Regions from separate parts of the Mus musculus genome. Here region 2 is linked to region 1. The links are chromatin contacts, called in public Micro-C maps. All regions are on one chromosome and are shown on one strand. Each heading gives the region's core, a stretch centred on a gene start, on an enhancer-like site or on the middle of the called end of the contact. The rest is flanking DNA. Distances are from core to core; before and after follow the strand shown.

Region 1 (4,391 bases), core at 1,274-3,773:
GCGGGAGGCAGAGCGAGCCTCGCTGCAGAAGGAACAAAGGGCGGTGGACCAGCTGCAGGAGAAGTTGGTGGCCTTGGAGACAGGCATCCAGAAGGACAGGGACAAGGTAACCCATACCTGACTACCAGTGGCCCAGAAGGAAGGCAGTATCCCTTCCCTGGCGATGCACATCCCTCAGCATCCGTCCTGCAATCCGAGTGGTCTCTGTAGCCCTCTAGGGACAGGGGCCCTTGTACTCTGTGGAAGATACAAGCTTGGATGGTACTGCCGGGGGCTGGTCTGGTGTTTGGGGGTCTAGATCTCTGTGCTGCCTCTGGTTGCCTGGGTGCCTGCCGTTCTGGAACCTGTGTGGTCCTTCTAGGAAGTGCCAAAGCCCTTTCTTGGGCACTGAGCACAGCCTGAAGGACTGGTGCTGCTGGGATGGGGGGCATGACTCGGGTTTGGAGCCCACCATGAGGAGAAAGCTCCCTCCAGCATGCCTCAGGTGCTTAGGATGTGGTCTTTGGGAGATGGCCCACAGGCCTCTGTTTCCTATCATCAGGATCTGCAGCCTCCCATCCCAGATGGTCCCAGCCCTGCCCCTGACCCTTTCAGATTGAGTGCCAGTCTTCAGGGGCTGCTCCATCCCACGGGGGTTGTGCCAGCCATGTCCAAGATGCCCAACGGCGTGCCAAAAGCTCTGAAGTGGAGAGGGTTCATCTATTTCTGGATTTGACAGTATTTTTCTAAGAGGTTTAATTTTTCCTTCTGGATTATTTTTGAGACTTATCTTCCTCTTGCTCTCAATTTTGAGGATCTTAAAAATTCGTTGCTGCCCCCTTTTTATAAATGGAGCTTTGGCTCTGGCCCCCAAAACCACACTCCCAGATTCTGTGCCAGATTAACCCTATGCTTGCCGACCAGGCCTGCACTAACGCCCCCTCTAATCACTGTCCTGGGCTCTTCGCATGCCCCTAACTGCCAGGCCGCCCAGGCAGGGCTGACTTAGGCCAGCTTTACTAACTCCATGGGTACCTTTGTGCCCTTGGCCTCTCCCCTCTAATGTTGCCTTCTTTTCTTGGTGTGGGTCCCCATTATCAGAAGGGAACTGGCAGAAAGGCACAGCTAAATTTTGCTTAGTGGAACACTGACAGGAGGAGTATAAGAGTGTGTGTGTGTGTGTGTGTGTGTGTGTTTTGCGGGGAGATGTGCATGACCAAGGAGATGTTCTGCCCAAACAGCGCCTCCTACTGGAAAGGTCTGGGCTTTGCCTCCATAATGTTGCCTGTTTACTGAAGGGCAGGGATTGGAGGTGCAGTGAACTGTTTGTCCCTTCTGCTTAGCCCTCCAGAGCTGAGTAATAAGGAGGTCAGATGTGGGCACAGTCTTGGAGAGCTTGAAGAGGCCCTTTCTGAGTGGCTGGCTACCCATTCTTGCTTCCCTGAATTCAGATGTTCCTTTCCCTACCTCTACCCTGGAGGCCACCTAGAACACAGGATAATTTCAAGGCAGAAGCATCTAGACTTCAGGACTGGCTTGACCAAGGCCTTCCCTCCAGGATGGGTGGGTGAACTGGGCTGGTGCAGCACAGGGGAAAGGCATTCCACAAGCAGCTTGGCTAGCCTCACTTAGCTGAGATTGCTCCTAGGACTTTGCCTTCCCTCCGGTCCAGGTGTTTGAGGCGTGATAGTGAAGTGGTGGTGGTGGTGGTGGTGGTGGTGCTGATGCTGTTGGTGGTGTTGGGAAGGTTCTCTTGACTTTCCCGCCCAGCTTCCAGCCCATGGCCCCACTCTGGCTTTGGAATCAGTAATCACAGTGTCTCCTCTGCATGTCCTTCAGAGGGGTGACTCACCAACTCCTCCCTCGTCCCCCTTTCCGCCCTCAGAGGTGTCATCTCACCCCAGACAGAGCCATCCACCTCCTCCCTGTATCCACTCCTGGGGCTCCTATTACCATGGCAACGGGCCGAACTAATTGCAACCCTCATCCCTACTGAAGTTCAGCCTGCTTTGCTGGCACCCCACCTCCACCCTGGGCAGGAGGGGAGGGAGGCCATGGGGGTTGGGCTGGGGTCCCCTTGCTGCACTGCTGTAACTCTAACAACTTTAGCTCCACGTTTACTCCCCAGTCCTATATTTAACTCTTCCCACCATCCCCATTTTTCCCAGGGTTAAATTTTGGTCTCGGAACAGTGATAGAACTCAAGGCTTGGTACTTGCCTTCTTGCATCGGCTTTAACTTTAGTTTGAAGCGGAACCGGAAGGTCCCGTCTTAGGACCTTCCAAAACATTTCTAAAGGGACCAACATTTCCACCCTGCCCCCACACCTCTGCCTTTGTTACACCGTCCCCTGCCTGAGTCCCGTCTTAAACCTCTGTTTCTTCTCCTGCTCTCTTCCGTCTCGCTGCTTGCCCCCCAACTCCCGGTGTACTCCTGTGCTCGCCCCTGCCCCCCGCGCCGGGCCGGAGTTGAGGAGTGTGTGTTCTCTCTCCCCTGTGCCCCGCCTCCCTCCCCTCCCGCCGACCAGGAGAGGGCGGAGCTGGCCGCGGGACGGAGGCACCTGGAGGCCCGCCAGGCGCTCTACGCCGAGCTCCAGACGCAGCTCGATAACTGCCCCGAGTCAGTGCGGGAACAGTTACAGGAGCAGCTGAGAAGGGTCAGTTCCACCAGCCCCCTCCCCGGCCCCCGTGGGCCACCGCCCTGACCGAAGATAGGAGAGCGGTGGGACAGGACCACCTGGCCCCTGCAGTACTTGCCGGACAACAGGGTCGGTGCAGAGGCTTGGAAGGGGACCAGCAATGTTGGGTGGGATCAGTGCTCCAGATCGCGATGTCCCGCGAAAAGGGCTCAGCCAAAAAAGTAGAGGGAGTTGGGCGGTGGGGCCGGTTCCTTCCCCAGTTTCCCCGGGTCCAGCCCCACCTAACTCCTGACTTTGTGGCCTGGCCTTCCTGGCCCAGAGTGGCTTTGAGAGCATCCCCACACCCAAACACGATGTCACTGTCGTTGAAGGAGGCAGACGCTCTAGAGACTGAGACAAAGCTCTTTGAGGACCTGGAGTTCCAGCAGCTGGAGCGTGAGAGTCGCGTGGAGGAGGAGCGGGAGCTGGCCGGCCAAGGGCTGCTGCGGAGCAAGGCTGAGTTGCTGCGCAGTGTGAGCAAGAGGAAGGTGCGCACTGCTCACTCCTGCATAGCCTGAGTGCAGGATGGAGGCTAGTAACCAGGGGTTGAGTCACATTCTGTGAACGACACAAAAGACATCTTTTTGTGTCTCCGTTACTTAATGACTGTCAGTAAGAATGAGAACTATAGGGCTGGTGTGGAATTAATGTGGAAAGGCAGAAGAGCGGATGATGATGGCTCAGCAAGGAGAGTTAGTTTTACTAAACCCTGGCTCTCCGAAGTCTCTCAAGGGAAAGTGTAATTGCTCACACTGAGAGCTCTCAGTAGTGTGTCCAGGAAAAGAGTGTGGAGGAGGAGTCTGCAGCTGAGGTGCCTTGCTACTGCCCTTGAATGTCTTCTTATGGTGTTGGAGATCTAGCCCAGAGCCTTCTGAATGCTAAGCACATATCTGCCATTCAGCTATATCTCTGTCATTCCGCTTCATCTCTGTCCATGCCCTTCTAGAGCTGTTGGAGGTTCTGGGATACACTCAGAGACCTAAGATCTGGAGGCTAGCCTTGCTAGGAAGTTATCCACCTGGGTTCCTGCTTTGGTCCCACTCGGTCTATCTGCAAAGAGAGAAGATGGAGCATTGTCCCTGATCAGCTCAGATTTGCTAAAGCTGTAGTCTCAGCCACACCAAGCATAGACAGTGACAGAGGATGGGCCATGTGTTAGCATCGAGAAGCAGGAAAGGGTTAGGGGCGTGGCTTAGGTGATGCCAGAGTCTATGGCTAACACCAAGGCCCATATAACATGCAGTTTCCTGGCTTCAGTGTATGTGGAAGATAAGGACAGCGAAGTCTGGGCCGTAGGGTTCAAATGGAAGATGGGGACTTGCTGGCCAGCCTGGGGTTCGATGGTAAAATGGAGCCACTGGGTGTCATACATTCAGATCCTTTGTTTCCTTCCCTGAGCTGTTCTGCCATTTAAAAAAAAAAATGTGCCCTTGGGGACTGTAGAGATGGCTCGGTAGTTAAGAGCACTAGGGGCTTTTCCAAAGGACCCATATTTGATTCCCGTCATCCACTGGGTGGTTCACAATCATCTCTAACCCCAGTTCCAGGGGATCCAACACCTTTCCTGACCACCTCTGGCTGTCATAGTGTGTGCATGTGTATCTGGTACACAGTGCACAGATAAACATGCACACAAATACATGTAAAATAAAGTAAGTAATTGTATTTTTTTAAATGCACTCACTGTCCTGATAGAAGATGCAGGAAGGGAAGAAAACTCCCATTTCCCAGGCTC
Region 2 (4,391 bases), core at 1,343-3,842, 330 kb before region 1:
CTGTTTTTAAGAGAATTTTTTTAAAAAATGTACAGCATAAAGCCCCTGACAGTGGGGAGTCCTGAGTAAACACTGGTGACTATTATGGAGAATGTGTCAGGATTAAATGAGCTAGAGTATCAAGCACTTTGGGCTGTGCCTAGCACACCAGGTACCCAATAAGCATCTTGAATAAATGAAAGGATGAACAGGCCTATTGTGAGTGTCTTTATCAGTCACTTCCTGTCCTTTCTACAACCTCAAGGCCATTCTTGTACAGATTCCTCAGATTTCTTTGTATTATTTTGTCTCTTTCCGTAACCAAACAAAGTCTTTATTTTTTCACCCCAGGACTCCTCAGTCTCTGAAGTTCCCAGCTCTGAAGACCTAAAGCCTTTCCTCCTCTCCCATCCAGCTTCACAAAGGATGGCGTGCGTGCGTGCGTGCGTGTGTGCGTGCGTGCGTGCGTGCGTGCGTGTGTGTGTGTGTGTGTGTGTGTGTGTGTGTGTGTGTGTCAGTCAGAGAGACAGACAGACAGAGAGAGACAGAGAGAGAGACAGAGCGAGAGAGAGATTTCACTTCCCAAAACCTACCAGTGTGCACAACGCTGAGCCGGATCGTCCCAACCAGACCATCAACATCAGGTGGATTCTTCACCTGGCAGGTGTATGTCCCATTGTCGTCAAACTGCAGCTTCCAGAGCAAGATGGAGACGTCATATCGCTCGGGGTTTCCGTCCCAGACCACCCGGTCTTTGAACCGTCCGCTCATGGGCCTGAAGGGGTCCATGTGGTAGTAGAATACCTACAGAGGAGAACGGATCATCTTTCCTTCTCTATCCCGGGCAGGAGGCCGAGATGGGGGCGGGGGGTGGGAAGAGAAGCATCATTAGGTCTAACCAATGATCCAGCTCCTTGGAATATTCTCTGGCTTCCCTTTTCTTAGACCTGTTACTCTCTGTCCCAAGAACTGGGTCCCCACTTAACCCCACGCATGCGCCGAACATGGGAAAGATGGGGGGCGGGGGGGAAGGATTGCCACAATGCATTCTTGTCAAGAGTCCTCTGGAAGGTGACAAGAATCTACTTACAAACTGCTCACGACCCCCATCTCGAGGTCGGAAATTCCACGTCACAGTTAGCGCATCTCCCACAGGGGCAAAGCTGGAGAAAGTGCATTTTAACCGAACATCTGTCCCGTTGACTGCCTCCAGGGCCCCGGAGGTGTAAATTTCCACAGCTTCTGTAGGACAAAGGGCTGCAATGGAGGGAAGGAAGAGGTTAACAGTGGTGTATCATTGAGAAAAAAACGCTGACACTTTCCAAGTAAGCCAACCTTCAAATTCACTTCACCAGGAGTCTACATACTCCTGCCTGCACACAGCTTTGACCCTCCCATCCCGAGGGCCAATTAGAGGTAAAACTACCTGGTGTTCTCACTTTCTTCACAGCCTTACCGCACCAATTTCAGAACTATAACCAGAAACTACAAACATCAGCAAAGGAGATGGAAAGAAGAAACAAAAATCCAAACGTTGGTCAGACGTGGCGTATTACGATCAAGCAACACAGTATGTTTTTTTGTTTTGTTTTGTTTTGTGGAAAAAAGAAGTCTCCAAGCAGGGAAGTTTTCCTACATGTAGACTTGGGGCTGCTGCTAGCCTGCAGGTCAATCCACCCCAGCAGTTGCGCTTGCCTGCACCCCTGGAAGCCTTACACCACGTGGCTTATTTACAAGTCTGGTACGTGCATTGGTTGGGACAGCTTCAAAACCACAGCGGGACTCTCGCTCTGACAATCCAGGTTTGCTCTCTGGTGCTGCAGGGAGTCGCAGACAAAATCCTCCCACGGAAATCCAAGGGCCAAATCTAGCCAGCAGCCCGAGGTTGAGAGCAGCCACACAAAGATGGTGTGTAACCTGAGATCAGAAAGCCCTCTGTGTGCCTCAATCACGGGCGGCCAAACACACCTAAACCTGTTTGCCCAAAGTACTGCCCCAAAGCAACCCACCGAACTGAAGTTTCGGCGAAGTCTGGACTAGAACGAATTGCAGTTGGGGCACGATCTCCCAACGGAGCCCTTGAGATTTCTTCAAGCCATGAGCTCTGTCTTTACAGAATGGGCGGCAATGGTAGAAAATCCTAGAAGCCCGCCAGTTCTTACCTGTGAGCTGTAAACTCAGGAGAAGTGGAAGCACAAGCGCGGGGCTCTTGCCATACATCAGGGAAAGCCAGTCGTGGCCCCAGAGGCCAAACCCGGCAGACCCAGGACTCCAGCACCCAACCAAGGCCAAGGCTAGGACGAGCAGGCGGCACAGTTTACCCACGGAGAGGTCCGAGTCCCTCACCTATGGGAAGGCGCACAGCGGAGCCAACCAGTCGTGACTCATCCCGCCCCGGCCGGTACAGCTCTGGAATGAAAGGTGGGGCCTCCGCACCCAGCGCCCTCCTCCTGATTCTCCCTCCCGCCCCTCTCCACACTCCAGCCCTCTGCGCAAAGGTCTCAGACTCTGCGGTCCTCTCTTTACTTTTCCGTTCATCTGACCGAGCCCTGGCCTCCGGATGGCCTCACAAGCAGCCAGAGGAGGTGGTGCCAGTTTGAAATGTCCCAGACTGCTCTGAACTTGGCCCACACACACCCTTTTAAAACAGACTTTAGTCTTGCCTAGGAAGTGAACATTGAAAGTTTTGCAGTGATTCCTGTCCTTGGAATCAGCCTAGGGCCTGACTCACCGCACCCATCAGTTCTGGGAATTCCTTGAGACCCTCTGGTGTGAACAGGCTCTCCTGAGACTCAGCAGAAAGAAACCAAGTCTCAATGCTGGTTCCTTTCTCAGCTCAGAGCAACTCCCCTGCTCCTTTCTCCCAGCTTAGGGCAGTTTGCAAAGGACTTTTCTGGGCATCCTTTTCTCTCCACAATCCTATGGAAAGGAATACCATTTTAACAGCGTAAAGAGTAACCTCTTAGAGCCTGGCGGTGGCGGCGCACACCTTTACTCCCAGCACTTGGGAAGCAGAGGCAGGCGAATTTCTGAGTTCTTTCTGAGTTCGAGGCCAGCCTGGTCTACAGAGTGAGTTCCAGGACAGCCAGGGCTACAGAGAGAAACCCTGTACTGGAAGGAAAAAAAAAAAAAACGCTCAGGAGGGAAGCAATTGCCCATAATCTTTGTGTGTTCTATGTTATTGTTTGAGACTGTCTCACCATGTAGCCCAGGCTGGACCTTGAAGTTGGGGAGTCACTGCCCAGCTTTGGCAATACTCAGGACTAAACTCATGACCTTGTACTTACTAAGCAAGTGTTCTGGCACGGAGCTACACCCACAGCCCCATGGGAAGCTTCCTGACTTGCGTGAGTTCCCTGCCCACAAACCAAAAGCCTGATAGGGGTGATCAGTGAACTCTCAAGGAAAAGAAAACCTTTCCTGTGCCCCAGATTTCAACTGCCATTTTGAGGACAGCCACCTATCTGAGAGGCCTGAAACGCGGAGATAAAGGGCTTCATCTGGTAAGAGGCACAACAGCAAGCTGGCAAACAGAGGCAACCAAGACCGAATGCAGTTAAAAAGTGGGTGGAGGCTACGACATAAGTATTGGCACCAAGCCAAGGAGCCTGGCCACCTGAGTCCGGTCTAAGGAACCCACGTGGTAGAAGGAGAGAATCAAACCCTGAAAACTGCCTTTTGACCTACACACACACACACACACACACACACACACACACACACACATACACACACACGCGCGCGCGCGCGCTATGGTGCACATGCACACATGCAACAGAGAGACAGAGACACGGGGTGGGGGAGGGGAGAGGGAGGGAAAGACTAGTTAAAATGTAATTTAAATTTTTAAAGAAGTAAGCTAGATGGGGGATGGGACACTGAATACAATTGAATCGCCCTTATCCCTGGATTAGCTATCTAGAAACTATTCCGTGATCCGTACCACAGTCTTCTATCTGAACCCCGGTAAAAAGGGTGCTGCTAGGAGGGAAGCAAGGGCCAGACTGGGTAGAAAAATAAAGAAACGTCAGGCTAGGGGTCTAGCAGCTCAAGGACAAAGTGAGTACCCAGGACCCTGGGTCCTATCGAGCAGGCGATAAAATAAAAGCATTCCACCCAAAGAGGGGTAAATTACTGACATGAAGGAAAAAGAAAAGTGTGGAGGAGAGATGGAACAAACGGGCAGACACTCGCCCAAACCTACTCATTACTCTGGGGAGCGCAGGGGCTGCCCCAGAGGGAGGTCAGCTGCGTGCTGGCACCAAAGCGCTCCTGTAATGAGTGTCTGGCTCCTTCGCCAGCCTCTAGGACCTAGAGTCTAGGTGATTCTGAGCAGCCCAAACTGAAAATTCTGGGTTGCTGAGTGGCACTTACATGGTGGGCAGATGTAGCCTTCCCTGTAGGTAGGTCAG

The links. Hi-C and Micro-C count contacts between places; a contact is called where the count stands out from the background.
Region 2: a contact with region 1 is called in a Micro-C map of embryonic stem cells, with 3 times the contacts expected there. The contact joins the promoter of Mpzl2 here to the enhancer-like site in region 1. A contact is called at or near these places in 1 of 39 promoter capture datasets (embryonic stem cells), 1 of 484 Hi-C or Micro-C datasets (embryonic stem cells), 1 of 115 datasets of contacts at active chromatin or transcription factors (pancreatic cancer cells) and 1 of 9 other capture datasets (adipose tissue).

Annotation. Positions count from the first base shown.
Region 1 is chr9:44,706,638-44,711,028 of GRCm38.p6, reverse strand. Phldb1 (pleckstrin homology like domain, family B, member 1) reads left to right here. Exons shown (of 22, transcript NM_153537.4): 9 at 1-106; 10 at 2,989-3,144. Among named protein-coding and RNA genes, the nearest start is that of Phldb1, 26 kb to the left of the region's middle. Within about 2 kb of position 2,523, at least 128 of the 459 cell types and tissues checked have an H3K27ac peak or open chromatin away from gene starts, as enhancers often do. A contact at or near this core is called in adipose tissue, embryonic stem cells and pancreatic cancer cells, where this site is marked.
Region 2 is chr9:45,040,545-45,044,935 of GRCm38.p6, reverse strand. Mpzl2 (myelin protein zero-like 2) reads right to left here and starts at 2,592. Exons shown (of 6, transcript NM_007962.4): 1 at 2,142-2,592; 2 at 1,070-1,236; 3 at 573-783. The coding sequence starts at 2,199.